Linked DNA regions of Ovis aries: region 1 is linked to region 2. The links are chromatin contacts, called in public Hi-C maps. All regions are on one chromosome and are shown on one strand. Each heading gives the region's core, a stretch centred on a gene start, on an enhancer-like site or on the middle of the called end of the contact. The rest is flanking DNA. Distances are from core to core; before and after follow the strand shown. Region 1 holds the start of OTOS (otospiralin). Region 2 holds the start of GPC1 (glypican 1).

What was found. A called contact is a pair of places that touch in the nucleus more often than the background predicts.
Region 1: a Hi-C map of hypothalamus shows a contact between it and region 2, with 7 times the contacts expected there. The contact joins the promoter of OTOS here to the promoter of GPC1 in region 2. A contact is called at or near these places in 2 of 16 Hi-C or Micro-C datasets (hypothalamus and tail adipose tissue).

The regions. Positions count from the first base shown.
Region 1 is chr1:1,325,229-1,332,726 of ARS-UI_Ramb_v3.0, forward strand. OTOS (otospiralin) reads left to right here and starts at 1,579. Exons shown (of 4, transcript XM_027965707.2): 1 at 1,579-1,621; 2 at 2,027-2,117; 3 at 2,208-2,234; 4 at 2,760-3,024. The coding sequence starts at 2,060. The coding sequence ends at 2,944.
Region 2 is chr1:1,130,671-1,138,104 of ARS-UI_Ramb_v3.0, forward strand. It overlaps GPC1 (glypican 1), which reads right to left and starts at 3,384. Exons shown (of 9, transcript XM_042239689.2): 1 at 3,034-3,384. The coding sequence starts at 3,199. LOC114113949 (a long non-coding RNA gene) reads left to right here and starts at 4,544. Exons shown (of 2, transcript XR_009596323.1): 1 at 4,544-7,434.

The DNA.
Region 1 (7,498 bases), core at 329-2,828, 190 kb after region 2:
CCTGGGCTGGAGCTCGGGGAGGGTCCCTGGGGAGGAGGAAGGCCTCACTGCCTCTAAACATCTGTGCAGAGTGAGGCTTCTGCCAGCTGAGCAGTTCCTCTGGGGGTCTGGAACCTTCCCAGGCACAGCTGCCTGTTACCCCCACCCCCACCCCCAGTGAGAGCCCCGGTGCCACCTGTCTACGGGCTCCTGGGAGACAGCACCTGCCGGCTGGCTGGCGGCGGGGCTGGGGTGTGTGGGCGTGGGGCGGGGCTCTGGAAGCTCACGCCTGGTCCCCGACCTGTCCCCGCCTGCCTCCTCCTCTCACTGACGTCTCTTTGCATCCTTTCTCTGTCCTGAATCTCAGCTGAGTCCTGGGGGTCCCCCCAGCCAACGTGAGGGTGGTCCTGGGGACTCTGATACAGTCAAAGAGTGCCCGGCTGAAGACACCAGCACAGCTGCCCTAAGAGAATTCCTCTCCTGTAGGCACAGCAGAACCCGGGTTTCTAAGAACAAAGCCCAGGGTCCGGTCTGGAGTGCGGCCGCGTGGCAGGAAGGTTGAGCAGACCACCTCTGCTGGTGAAGCTGGGACCGGAACCCCTAAACTCTGCCGGGTCTTCTTTGCCAGAAGACACCCTGTTGCAGGGAAGAGGCCAATTCTGACTCCACGGTGGAACTGTCTGACTTGCTTTCCGTCGCTTTTGTTAGTAGGATCATACAGAATGGGCTGCCTTGGAGAATCCTGCCGCTCCACCTGACTAAACCAAAGTGCCTTCGTTCAGAACCCGGTCCTCCAGTAGACCGCAGCAAGGAAGAAGTCAACTTGCCCCCTGCCTGAGGCTTGCCATTCTAGGAGAAGTTTGCAAGGTTAATGGCCTTTTTACTTTGCTTCTCCCTTCCCCCTATCTCTGATCTATAAAAGAACCTGGCATCCAGACCCTGAAAAGATGGTTATTTTGAGGGGACAGCCTGCTGTCTTCTTGGTCAGCTGGCTTTCCGAATAAAGTCGTTTTCCTTGCCTTAACCCCTCATCTCTCAGCGAGCAGAGCGAGGGTGGCCTTGGTAACAACCCCTCTTCCTTGTCGGGGGATCAGTACCCCACACCTGGGGAACCGTGATAGTCACCCCTGAGTAGCTGTCTTGCCTGGAGACACTTCATCTCTGCAGGGAACCTGGAAGGCGCCGGTCTGGAGACACCCTCCCTTCCTGTCGTCTCTGGGTTCAAGAATGACCTGCGGGCAGAGGCTGCTGGTGGCTCCCCAAGGGTCCCGTCCTGCCTGCATGTCCCTGGGGCAGCCCTGTGATTGCCCTGTTTCTGAAACCTCATCAGACTTAGGCTGTTTTCCTCCTGGTAGAAAGGAAGTAGTTTATTTTGGGAAACGATGTTGAATTCGGTCCTAAACATCTTCGTTCTGTGCAAAGACAGCTTTCTCCCATTTGATCTCTGGATCAGACTCCCAGAAGTGGACGGACTCCTGGCAGTCTGCCAGGGACACAGGAGCCCTCAGTCCTCTGGGCGGGGATGGAATAGTTTGACGGTTCACGGAGGTGACGTCTCGTCCCCGGCCCTTTATAAAGAGGAGCCTGAGTGCCTGCGGCAGGCGCCCCTCAGGCTGCAGGGCCGGGCGAGAGCAGCTGCAAGGTAACTACCAGGATCCGTCCCTAAGTAGTTCAGAGAGATAGGCCACCGCTTCTGAAGCCTGGGCTTAGCCCTAGAAGGACGAGGCCGCTGCCATCAAGAGCTCAAGGCCGCTGCCTTGAGAACACTGAGAACCTGTCTTTTTACCGGAGCTGTTTTCCAGGGAGGTGCCCGCCTAGGGGCGGGGGGGAGGCGGGGGTCGGGGGTGGTGGTGGGGGGAAGGTGGGGGTCGGGGGTGGTGGAGGGGAGGCAGGGGCAGCAGGGACCCGGGGGTGGCGGCAGGGTGGGGTGGGGTGGGGTTGGGAGGCGGGGGTCCGGGGGCGGCGGCGGGGCGGGGTCGGGGGGCAGGTGGGGGCCTGGGGCCCGGGGCACAGGTGGTCTCACCTGTCTGGCTTCCTCTGGCTGCAGGTGGGCCTGCGCGCATCGATCACCCTGGGGAAGATGCCAGCCCGCCTGCTGCCCGGGCTGGCGCTGTGCCTCCTGCTGGCGCCTCTGGCAGGTGGGGGCCGCTTGCCGTCCTGTGCTGTCCCGGTGGGTGGTGGGGTCCTGCCCGGGCACCTCGGGGTGATTGCTCTCCCTTCCCTCGCAGGGGCCAAGCCGGTGCAGGAGGAGGGAGGTACAGTGTTGCTCTCGTCTCTGGCCTCGGGGGTGGTGTGGGTCCTGTTTCTGGTCTTGGGTGCCCAGTCCCGGAAGAAGTGGGGGCCGGGTGGCAGTTGGCCTCTGGCCCAAGCTGGTGGAGCGGAAGCCCTGGGTCAGCTGGAGGTCAAGCCCCAGAGGGAGAGGGACTGGAGCCTCTTCCCTGGGGACACACCGGGCAGGAGGGACCCCCTGCGCCCCCCAGGACCAGGCATGCCCACCTCAGACTCCCCATCTTGGGGCAGAGCGTCCAGGCCTGGGGGCCAGGGTCTCCTCTGGGTCCTCCCCCGGACGCCCCCACATCCCACCACGGTGTTTCCACCTGCTCAGTGTCTCCAGGACGACGGGGCCAGACACCCCCTCCCCTGGCCGCGCTCCCCTCCTCCGCCCCCAGCTAGGGGCTCAGAGGGGCAGGGTCGACTCAGCCCACTCCTGGGATGATCAGGCTCTGCGCCCCTGGGCACTGTGGGCTGGCCCAGCCCCTGAGCTGGATGCCTCCCTCCAGACCCCTATGCCGAGCTGCCGGCCATGCCCTACTGGCCTTTCTCCGCGTCTGACTTCTGGAACTACGTGCAGCACTTCCAGGCCCTGGGGGCCTACCCCCAGCTGGAGGACATGGCCCGCACCTTCTTCGCCCACTTCCCCCTGGGGACCACCCTGGGCTTCCACGTCCCCTACAGGGAGGAGTAAGCATCCGGGCCAGGGGCCCCCTGCCCCATGGGAGCTGGGCGGCCTCGTCCTCAATAAACTCCTGACTTGAGTGCACCATACCCCCGGTGGGTCTTGGTTTTCTTTGGAGAAGTGGCTCCACTCAGCCCCTCTTCCTCTTGCTTGATGAACCAGCCTGGCCCGTCTTGACCGGCAGGGAGCTCAGACAATAGGCTCTGTCCACGGAACACCAGCTGCGATTCTCCCCCATCCTTCCGCTGAACCTAGGAGGGGCCCTGGAATGCAGGTGGGGAAACTGAGGCACACAGACACCAGGTAACTGCCTGGCTTGTTGACAGAACCCAGATCCTGTCCAGGCAGGCTTGCCCTAGGGCCCCTGGCTTTGGCCACCGAGCTGGGCAGCGAGCAGACCTGCAGCGGCCGCCCTGGGCTGGAGGACTTGCCCAGGCGCCACCCGTCATGCTGAGCTCACCCTGGGGCAGCTGGTCTTTGAGGGTCTCCAGGGGCTTGGGCGCTGGGTCTGCAAGCAGAAGGCCCCCAGAATGTGACCGCCGGTGCTGCAGGCTCAGGGACTCGGGGGTGGGGGGAGTGGGCTGCCCATCCTGGGCACCGAGGAGCGGAAGGCCACACAGACAGCACGGACAGGGTGTCAGGGGCTGCGCTCCTGCCCTGGGACAGCTGCTCTATGGCGGGGACCCCACCGCCCAGGTGCAAGAGCTGCAGGTCACACTTGGTCAGATGGTGAAGCAGTTGGTTTCCTGGGCTGCAGGCAGCTTTTGTTTTACAGTGAAACAACAGAAAGCACTTACTATTAACTTTTGCTGTTGTTCAGTTGCCAGCTAAGTCGTGTCTGACTCTTCTGTGACTCCATGGACTGCAGCCCGCCAGGGTCCTCTGCTCATGGGATTTCCCAGGCAAGAGTACTGGAGTGGGAGGCCATTTCCTTCTCCAGGGGATCTTCCCAAACCAGGGATCAAACCTGAATCTCCTGCGTTCGCAGCTGGATTCTTTACCTGGAGCCACCTGGGCAGCTCATTTAACTTTAGACACCAGTTTTTGTGCTAGCATTTAACCACAGAGACCAGGACACGTAATAAGAATTGTGGAAGGCCTCGGGAAGCTTGTGTGCTGCGAGCTACGTTCGGGGGAAATATGTGATGGGAACGAATTTATCCTTGTGCAGTTTCAAGGCCTGCCCTTTAGCGTATGAGGCAGGAAGGTCACTCTGAGACACCAGGCCAGGTGGGGAAGGGCCCCGGAAGGGTGAGGTGGCCACAGTGCCCAGGCGGCGGCCTCGAGAGCCACCTCCTGGCTCCAGGTGTCCAGCAAGGCTTCTTGCCCTCCTCTCTGCTCCACCTCCTGTGGTCACGGGCAGCTTCCCTTCCCGTGCCCCAGCTTAGATTCTCAAGAGAAAGCGTCTATTGGCCTAGCCAGTCCATTTGGGAGAAACCAATACACGCTTTGTTTTTTCTCCCCCCAAGCTAGTTTGAATTTGGTTTCTGTAAATTAACTGCAGACACACAAAAATTCCTGGCTCCTGTGATAGCCCACCTGTGGCAACTGGGCCTCAACCAAACACATCAGACAAAAGGCACCTTCACCCCTCTGGACAGCAGGCTTCCCTTGGCATTGACCTGTGTGTTAATTCGTGAGTGTGTGTGTGTGTGTGTGTGTGTGTGTGTGTTTCTGTGTGCGCGCGCACACACTCCCCCTTGGGGACCACCCACGTCATTTACATGCCACTCGGATGTTCGTGCTCCCAGTTACGCCGAGCATTGGAGAGTGAAGGTCCCAAGTGCCCCCACAGGCCACTCCGAGGACCCCACCCCACGTGCCTCCAAAGGAAGGTCCCGGGGTGCCCTGGCTGGAGCTGTGTCCCCTCTCGGACACACCCACAGCTGCTCAGGACACACGGCTGCATTCCACGTCTTCAAGGCCTAGCTGCCCTCCTCCTGTTCTCAGAAGAAGAAACCTCCATCCCCAAGCCAGCCTCAGCAGACACCCTGCCTGCCTGCCCGTGGCCCCGGGAGCAGCTCGCTCCCCGCTTGGGACTCAGGCTTGGCTGTGACCCTCCCCGCTCACCTGAGCATACACAGCTTCCTCTCTCCTCTGTGTGCCCCTCCAGTCTCCCCCCCAGTCGGAGCCCCCACTTCCCGCCCCACAGCCCGCTTCACCGCAAGCACCGCCCACGCCACTGTCTTCCAGCCCCTGCCTCGGGTGATGGTGGCTGGGGGACTACCGCCCACTGTGCCGAGCAGTCGGGGCCCATGTTGACGGGGAAACAGGCACAACCTAAAAGTTCAGAACTGTGTTTTATTTGGCAGACATGTTGCTGTTGTTTAGTCGCTCAGTTGCGTCTGACCCTTTGCGACCCCGTGGACTGCAGCACACCAGGCTCCCCTGTCCTTCACTATCTCCCAGAGTTTGCTCAGATTCGTGTCCATTAAGTCAGTGATGCTATCTAACCATCTCATCCTCTGCCACTTCCTTCTCCTTTTGCCCCCAATCTTTCCCAGCATCAGGGTCTTATCCAATGGGTCAGTTCTTTGCATTATGTGGCCAAAATATTGGAACTTCAGCTTCCTCATCAGTCCTGGTGAATATCCAGGGTCAATTTCCTTTAGGATTGACTGGTGAGGGGATCTCCTTGCTGTCCAAGGGACTCTCAAGAGTCGTCTCCAACACCACAGTTCGAAAGCAGCATTTCTTGGGTGTTCAGCCTTCTTTATGGTCCAACTCTCACATCCATACCTGACTACTGGAAAAAAACATAGCTTTGACTAGATGGACCTTTATCGACAAAGTGATGTCTCTGCTTTTTAATACGCTGTCTAGGTTTGTCATAGCTTTCCTTCCAAGGAGCAAGCGTCTTTTAATTTCATGGCTTCAGTCATATTCGATACTGATTTTGTAACTCAACAAAATAAAGTCTGTCACTGCTTCCACTTTTTCCCCGTCTGTGTGAACAAAGGGCTGGGACTGGGGGCCACGATCTTAGAAGGGCAGACATTCTGCGGCCTTAAGCTGGGGAGACAGCCTCCCAGGTCACCTTGACGGGCTGTCCTGAAGAGGTAAGGGAGGAGCCAGAGTGTATAAGAGTTTTTGCCAAAAAAGACGAGGCAGTTGGAACATGAAGAAGAGTACTGCTAATTAGAGAAAACCGGACATAAAAAGTTAGTGGATTTGGTGCTTGTCTATGTTTGGGAAGATACAAGAATCTGGGCTTACTGAATCCGCTGCCCTGATGAGCACCTCAGCTATCTGGGGCCAGCATCCTGCCGTTCTTCCTTCTGAACCCCCTCTGGGTGCAGGGTCGGGGCAGCTGCAGAGGCTGATGGCCTCACGTTGTTTATTTAGGATATGACACCGCATTCTTCGTCCACGCCTCTGGCCTGGAGCACTCACGAATAGGGCCCTTTGACTCTCAGAGGACGTGGGCTGGAAGTGATCACCGGCAACAGCCCGCAGCCCGCCGTGCCCTTGGGGTCCCCCAGTCCGCCCTGTCCTTGCTCCACCTCTGCGGCATCACCGTGCTAGTTCTGCCCCTCTGTAAACATTAGCTTCCCTGTGCCCAGCTCTCCTGGAGACCTCTCCCCTGCATGGGAATGGGGGCCCCGCGCTTTGAAACCGCTCAGGAGGGGAGCCTGTTGGCGCCGCGGACCTCAGCGCCCCTGGTCTGACTTTCACTCGGGCACCTGAGGTGACTCGTGTCTCAGTGACACTGGAGGCTCACCCACACGTCCAGTTGCTTCTCCCTTCTCCCTGGTCCACCCATGCCCGACCCAGGCAACAGTCCCAGCTCAATCCCTGTTCAATTCCAGTCTCCCTGGAGCCACCCTTCCCTCCCCCACCCCTACTTCTCCCGCAGCCCAGCCCCCCAGGCCCACCCACTTCTAAACCTGTCACTCAAACATCTCCGGCTCTCCTTCCCTGCCCTCTTCCCCCTCCCTCTTGCCCTCCCTTCTCATTCACATTCTTTTTTAAAAAAAAAACTTATGACAAAATAAAGATAACATAAGATTCATTATCTTAGCTATTTTTGAAAGGCGTCAAGTGCATTCGCACTGATATGCAACAGTCCTCACCCTCCACCCCCAGACTAGCTCCTCTTCCCAAACTGAAACTGTGTCCCCGACAAAAACTAACTCCTCTTTCCCTTCAGTTCAGTTCAGTTCAGTCACTCAGTCGTGTCCGACTCTTTGCGACCCCATGAATCACAGCATGCCAGGCCTCCCTGTCCATCACCAACTCCCGGAGTTCACCCAGACTCACGTCCATCAAGTCAGTGATGCCATCCAGCCATCTCATCCTCGGTCGTCCCCTTCTCCTCCTGCCCCCAATCCCTCCCAGCATCAAGGTCTTTTCCAATGAGTCAACTCTTCCCATGAGGTGGCCAAAGTACTGGAGTTTCAGCTTTAGCATCATTCCTTCCAAAGAAATCCCAGGGTTGATCTCCTTCAGAATGGACTGGTTGGATCTCCTTGCAGTTCAAGGGAGTCTCAAGAGTCTTCTCCAACACCACAGTTCAAACGCATCAATTCTTTGGCGCTCAGCCTTCTTCACAGTCCAACTCTC
Region 2 (7,434 bases), core at 2,134-4,633:
CACCAGGCGGTCTGTGCGAGGCCCGCTGACTGTGGCCGAGCGACAGCCTTGGGCAGGTGGCACGGTGAAGCAATGGTTTCTGCTGGGAGGCCTGAGCGGTGGCCCCTGCTGGGGGCCCCTGGCCAGCTGGGGTCCCAGAGCCGAGGAGCCGCTGACAGCGCCGGGCTCCCCTCCAACCTCCAACCCCAAAGCCGGACAGCCAGGTCCTTCCTCCTCGGCCCGGCCCTCCGCCTCCCACGGCCCCCACCGTGGCCGGGCATAAAGTGGGACGTGTGTGGGTGTGGACTGAGAACCGACTCCGTGCCAGGAACTGGGCGAGGTTCTGCGGCTGCCGCAGAGAACAGAACAGACAGATGCGCCTCTGCCCCCAGGACCCTAGTGAAGGGTCAGAGAGGCCATGATGAACTGTGGCATCAAAGGGTCAGGAGAGCCAGCAGGTGCCCCGGGAGCAAGCCCCTAGGTGAAGGCCGAGAGACCACAGGCACCTGTACACCCGTATGTGTGCATGTGTGTGCGTGTGTGAGCACATGTGTGCGTGTTTGCACGGGTGTGCACGGGTGTGCAGGTGTGCACGTGTGCATCACATGTATACACGCGCGCGCGTGTGTGTGTGCATGCATGTATGGGTGTGTGCATGTCCTGTGACAGATGCAGCCTGGGGCTGGGCTTTTCCCAGCCGTTGCAGGCGGACTGAGGCTGAGGGGCGGCTCCCTCTCACTTTCTACGCAGGGCTCTGGCTGGGGGGAGGCCCCCCTGTAAAATGGGATGGCTGCCCTCCTCACCCTGGCTGAGCCTGGCTGTCCATCCAAAAAACTACACACATCACAAACAGAAGCCCCTCGTGCTCTGACGGCCCCTCTTTCCTGAGCCCACGGAGTTTCTACCCCCTGGGGAGGTGGAGGCTGGAAAGGTCGCCCACAGGCCCAGGGCCGTCCTCCCTCCCCTCCAGTCCTGGGAAACACGGAGCCTCCACCCCACCAGCCAACTCAGGCGCCCACCCCCGCAGGATCCCCAGGCACCCACCGGCCCCCAAGACTCAACACGGAAGGCCCGGCTCCAGGAGACCGTCGTGCCACCAAGCGGCCACCAGGGGGCGCCCGGCCCGCGGAGCCGCACCAAGCTGCCGAGCAGGAGGAGTGTACAGGGCTGGCCGCTGCCTTGGGAGGTCACCCTGCTTCCTTCACCCCACGTGGCGCTGGCACTCCTCTCGGTGCCTGGGCCCTGCGGGGCACTCAGGGGGGCGGGGTGCAGCCACAGGACCCCCGGGAGCTGGGGCGGAGGAGTCACAGGGAGTCCAGGCAGAGAGGCCCCGTGAGGGCGGCACCCGGAGCTGCGGCTGGCACCACGCTCCCCAGTTGCAAAGTCCCCCATCACACGCACAGCAGCGCTCTTTGCCGGTCCCGGGCCCTGAAGCGCCTGCACCCTGCAGTCCAAGGAGGCCTGGCCGCCAACCCGCCTTGCCTTCCCTAGCCTGCCCACCACGCTCCCAGCCCTTGGCGGCTGCCCAAACCCTGCCACCCTGTGTCTCGGCCTAACTGGGACAGAGGCCTGTGGGTGCGATCGAGAGTAGGACAGCCCCCAAGGACATAAAGGCCGCGTGGGAGTGGGCTTCTGAGGGGGGGCTGTGGAGTCCAGGGGTCTTGGGGGGTGCCAGCCGAGGCTGGGGCTGGGAGACCCTGGGGCTCGGGGATTCACCCAAAAGGTCAAGCATTTCCAGGCCTCCGGCCCTAGCATGGGGCAGGGTCAGGGGAGAGCCTGAACCGACTGTGCAGGGGGTCTTGTGCTGGTCCCGAGTGCCCAGACGCACCCACGAAAATTGCCCCTCCAAGGGAGGAGGCAGCTCTGACGATCAATGGCAGGTCTCTGTCAGCAGAAGCACGGGAAGGCCTGCCTGGGGGACTTGAGAGGGGGGAATCTCCAGAGCCCCGGGCAGGGGGCTGTCAAGGAGCCCAGGCAGTGTTCTGTGGGTTCTGCCCTCCTGGGGGCAGGGGTCAAGGGCCTGGCTGCCCCCCACCTCCCGTTCCCCAGCCAGGCCCGGCCATGGACGCAGTCCTCACTCTCCCCTCTCATTCAGAATTCCTGTGGCTGCGGTCCTTCCCTGTCCCCCGTGTGACAACTTTAGTGTGGTCTCTCCCCGCTCCCCACCCCGCCACCCCCCGCCCTGGCTTGGGAGGCGTCCCCAGGGCAGGAGCCTGGAACTCTGCTCCCGGCCGCCCCCCTCCACCCCGGTCCCGGGAACCCTGCACCGCCGTGCACGCCCGGTGCAGCTCTGGACACGTTTGCAGCTTGAGGAAGGAGCTTGGGGGTGGGGGGAGTGTCTGCGAGCTCCGCAGACTCCGCGCTCCCCCTCACCCCCGCTCCGGTCCGTACAGCTCCTCCGAGGCCCGCAGGAGGGTGTGCAGGACTGCGGGCAGCTGCACGGCCCAGGCCGCCTGCGACGGCGCTGCTCTTACAAAGAAACGGCACGGCCCCTGGGCGGGATCCAAGGCGCCGACCACCTGCAGCTGGACTCCCCGCCGGAGGCGGCCCGGAGCGCCAGGCGAGCACAAGCTCCCCAGGCAGGAGTCCCTGCGAGGCGGCGTTCCGCTCCCGCTGGCCGAGGTCGCGCCCGTCCGCCCCGGCCCTCGCCCCTCCCCAAGCGCACAGCTCGCTCCCTGCCTCGCCGGGGCCCCGAGGATGTCTCTGCTGGGGACCCCCGGGAATCCGCGGGCCGACCCCAGGAGCCTCCGGGGAAGGACCGCACGGCCCCGGGGGAGTCCGGAGCCCACGGCCGCGGTCTTCTGCGCCCCCACAGCCGACTCAGCGGCTCAGCCCAAGCTGCCCTGGAGGACTCGCCGGGTCGGAGAGCGCCCCGTTGGCTGCGCGGCGAGGACAGCTCCGCGGGGAAGGGGCCAGTGTGTGCGCGTCGGCGGCCGGGGAAGGCCGGGCGGAGTGGAGGAGACCCGGGCGGAGGGCGGGCGGCGCGGGGCGCGGGGGCGCAGGGCGGGAGAGAGGAGGGGGCGCAGCGGCGCTCCGGGCGCGCGGGTCACTCACCCGAGATCTCCGCCTGGGGCACATCGCTCAGGCTGAAGCCCTTGGCCCCGTAGATCTGGCGCACTTCCCCGCAGCTCCGACTCTTGCTGGCAGGGTCCCCGCGGGCGCAGGCGACCAGCACGGCGGCCGCGTACAGCAGCCACCAGCCTCGGGCCCGGAGCTCCATGGCGGTGCCGGCGGCGCCCCCGGCCGGGCCCGCGCAGCCCCCGCCCGCGAAGGGCAGAGCCAAGGTCCCCGCGCACTCGGCTGGCGGTCCGGAGGCGCCGGCGGCCTGGGAGGCGGAGACAACAAAAGCCGGCGGGGCGCGGGGCGCGCGGGGCGCGAGGTCCGGCCGCTGGCTCGGGCGGCCCCAGAGCGCGGCAGGCGAGCGCGCAGTCCGGGCCCGGCCCCTGGGCGGCGGGGCGCGGGGCGGGGCGGGGCGCGCGGGGCGGGGCGCGCGGGGCGCGCGGGGCGGGGCGCGGCGCGGGGGCGCGATCCCAGGCGCGCGGGGCGCCCCTCCGGCTCCCGGGCCTGGGGCGGGGAGCTGCCCGGCTCGCGCGGGTCTGCCGACAGCTGGAGGAGAGCGGGGTGGCGCAGAGCGCGGGGCCGCGTCCGGGGTCCCCAGGGCGGGCCCCCCACCCCCAGCGCCCGGGGCGGCGACACCACCTGCGGGGGCGGCGGCGGGGGCGCTGAGGCAGGGCTTCCCCCGCCGGACGTGACGTCACGCCTCCCGCGCGCCTATCAGGGGCCTCCCCGCCCCCCGCCGGCCGCCCGCCCAGCTTCCCGCGACTCCGCGCCGGCCCTGCCGGCCTGCGCCCTGCTGGCCGCGTGCCTCGCGCGCAGGGTCCCGCAGCCTGCTCGGCCCCCTGTGTCCGCCGCCCGCACCTGGCCCTCACCCCTTCACCGGCCCCTCACCCTCGCGCCCGTTTCAACCTCCTCGCCCGCGGCTCCAGCTCCGTCTTGATTTTTTTGTGGAGGAGGGTTGGGGGCTGTACGCGGGAAACGAGCCAAGAGAGCAGCCCGCAACCGCTCGCCTTCACGCTCAGAGGCAACCCGCTGCTTAGTTGCCGGAGATCGTCGGCCGGCTTTTGTGCCCTCCACGTGATGCTCTGGATGCTTGAGAAGCGAGAGCGGGGCAGAGGCTTGTCCGAGGGCTGGGGCCGCCGGGTGGTGGCAGGTGACCTCTTGGAGAAGGGGTGGGGTCGGGCCAGGAGCAGGTCAGGTGTATGGGGGAGGGGGGCGGAGAGCGCTCGCAGACCGAGGGGTGGCCGGGACCGCGCGGGGGTTTCGCAGTGCTGTCGGCCGCAGGGAGAGGGGACGGGGGCCGCGGGAAGGGAGGTCAGAAGCTGGGCGCTGGCTCCGGGAGGGCTGCTTCGTTTCTTCCCAGGGGCTGCCCTCCCCCGCTTCGCGCTCGTGCCCCCCTGCTCTGTGAGCATAGAGCCCAGAGGCCACCAGTCCCCGAGCCCAGACGCCTGATGGGCAGAAATGGAGTGCGAGCTCACGAAGCAGCACCCTTGGGAGGACCCCGAGACCGCCGCCGGGAGCCGGGGAGACGCCTGGGCCTTGGACCTGGGGCCCTGTTCACCTCACAGGAGCAAGCCCGCCCACTGTTGGAGGAAGGAGGGCCGCATCCCTCCCTTGGGGCTCCCAGAGTGGTGGGCGCCGCAGCCCTAGAGCGTCTCCTAGCCCCTCGCCATTGTGAGACGGGGGTGAGGCCCCGCCGTGTGCGGGCCTCCGGGCCTCCAGCCCTCCGCGTGCACCTGCTGTGTCCAGCGGGTGACTCGGGTGCAGCCCTCCGGCGGCCACTCCAGGACCCCCCTCCATCTTTGCTTCCGGATCAGGCGGGGGGGGGGGGGGGGGCTAAACCTGATCTGAGGTTTGGTGGGGTCACCCAACCTGGCTGTAGTTACTGGGGTCTGTCACCTGTAAAGTCGGCCAGACCGTGCGATTCCTCAGGGCAGGATCAGTGCACCAGAGCCTGGGGGGCCGCTCTCACGTGGCCGGCATCGAGGTGCTGGTGGTGGGCACAGCCCCTGCCCGGCCCCTCCCAGGTGTGTCCTGGCTCCATCGCCCCTAAGGTCCTCTGTTCTTTCCCCTTCAGAGCCAGGGTCCTTCCACTAGTGAAGAACTGTTCCCAGGCAGTTCTAACGTCTCATTGCCAAGACGTGGAGGCGAGCCGGGCAAGCGAGGGCCTCGGCCCCGCTGGAGGATAGCTGCGAGGGCAGCTGGGTGTGGGCGCTGGGCCCCCCTCCCGGGAGTGCGGGGCTCTGCCTATGCCCCTGTTGCTCCTCCCCACGCTGGGAGGCTGCCTGGGGAGGTGGTGGGGCGGCCAGGGTGCGGTGTGGGCTGAGGACCAGGGTCCCCCGGGGCACACCCCGCCTCCCCCCCCACCCCACGGGTACTGTCTTTCTGGCTCTCCATCACCAGGTCATTGATTGAAGGTGACAGAAAGCAGTGGGAGGGAAAGCCCATGCTTTGTCTCATCACCACCGCCAGTGGCCTCCCTGGTTCCGCCCCGGCGTGAGAGCGGCGGACCGGAGTTCAAGGCCCGGCCCCACACTCGTCGGCCGTGTGTTCAAGGCCCGGCCCCATGCTCGTCGGCCTCGTCGGCCGTGTGGTTGCAGATGCCTCACTCTCCCGGGTTTCATGTCTCCTCGTAGGGACTGAGGGCGGGGCCTGGCCATGCCCATGCAGGCTGGGAGCTGCTGTGGAGACCCAGTGCAGGGCCTGTCCTTGGGGCCAGGGGACGCTGTGGAGGGCCTGGTGTCGGCTCGTGTCCACAGGGAGGCAGGGGACTGTCCGCCTGGCTCCGGATGGGTCCAGCACCTGCCAGGAGCCTTGTGACCAGGAGCTGGAGGCCAGGCGCAGGGGCAGCTGACTGCTAGGTGGCCGTGGCTCCGGGTGGCTCTGCTGAAGGCGCAGGTCACAGGCCTTGGGGCCTGGAGAGGAGGTGCCGCCTGCACCCCCATGTTCCTTCCTCTCTTCCGAGGGAAGGGGCCCGGTTCAGGGTCATAACACCCCAGTGCCAGCTGCTGGGAGTCCACTGCTCCCGAGACACAGCTGCCTGTGCCCAGCCCCCACTCATGGCCCTGGGCCTGCCGTGCAGACTGAGCGCCCCCCTGGGAGAACGCACAGCCTGGGTCTCCGGGATCTAGGGCAAGGTTGCACTGGGGAGGGCCTCATGAGCCCACAGGTGGCTGCTGTGGCTCTGGCCAAGACCACCATCCTCTGCTCTGGGGTCCCGGTCTGCCAGACATGTGGGCACAGATGTGCGAAGGGAGGAAGGCGTGAGTGGTTTGCTCATAAAGAGAAACAGCATCATCCCTGTCGAGTGGGTGTGTGACAGGCTGGATTTGCCCTCTGCTGACACCAAGTGCGGGCTGAGAAGAAAAGGACCATTTAGAGTCGTCTCAGAAGGGGGCGTGTGCTCTCCCACGTTTCCGTCTCCTTGAGGAGTGACCCGGAGGGGCAGCGCCCTGCCCCCCACTTCCTGTTTCTGGCCGGTGAGGGGCTGGCGGCCAGGGTTGCTCAGAAGCCACGGGAGCCAGCTGTTAGGGCTGCGGGCCTGGCGGGCTCCACCCCGGACCCCGCAGGCTGGGGCTCCCCCTGCAGCTGCTGGGGGGTAACGGGATTTGTGTCTGGTGGGCATCTTTTGGGACCCCCAAGGCAAGTGCCCAGGTGGACTGAGCAGTTAAGTTCACCTCCATCCACAGGACTGTCTCTGCCCGCCGTGCCCCCAGCGAGACCCTCTCCCGCTGGCAGGACAGGGCGGGGTCAGGGGGCGCTGGGCCCAGGACAGCTGGGCTGCCGCTGACCTGCTGGGGCCCCAGAGCTGCTGTGATGCCCTGGGGGTGGGCGGAGGGCACAGGGTCCCCCCACCTCTGTAGGGAGCTGGGGGCTGCTGGGCAGCAGGCTGAGAGAGGGAGTGGGCACCTCGGGCATGGCTGGAGGAGATGAATGGGACTCTGGTGGAGCAGAGACTTCTGTGGGCAGGAGTCCTCAGGGTCCCTGGTGGCTCCCCGAGCCTGGGGGGTGAGGGGGCGCCCTCCTGGGCCTCGTGGCTGCTGCTGGTCTGCTCCCGAACGCTTCTCGTCGCTCACGCATCCCTTTGGGAACGCGTCTCTTGTCCTTATAAAAGATCTCGCCCCAGGATGTTAGGGCAGAATCCCCAAGGTGTGGCACTGGCCTGGGCTCTGCCCAGCAGCGTCCTGGAGGCCCCGCAGGCGAGGGTCTCGTCCTCAACCCCCAGAAGGCCGACTCGGCTCTGAGTCTGAACTACTCCCCTAAATCGGGGTGGGGGACGCCCCTCTGAAGCAGGGAGGGTGGAGAAGGCCCACGCTGAGCACGGGGTTTGCAGGTCAGACGAAATGGGGGTGTCGTCCCCAAGGGCCGTCCTGCCCGTCCCCCGTCCCTTGCTCCAGC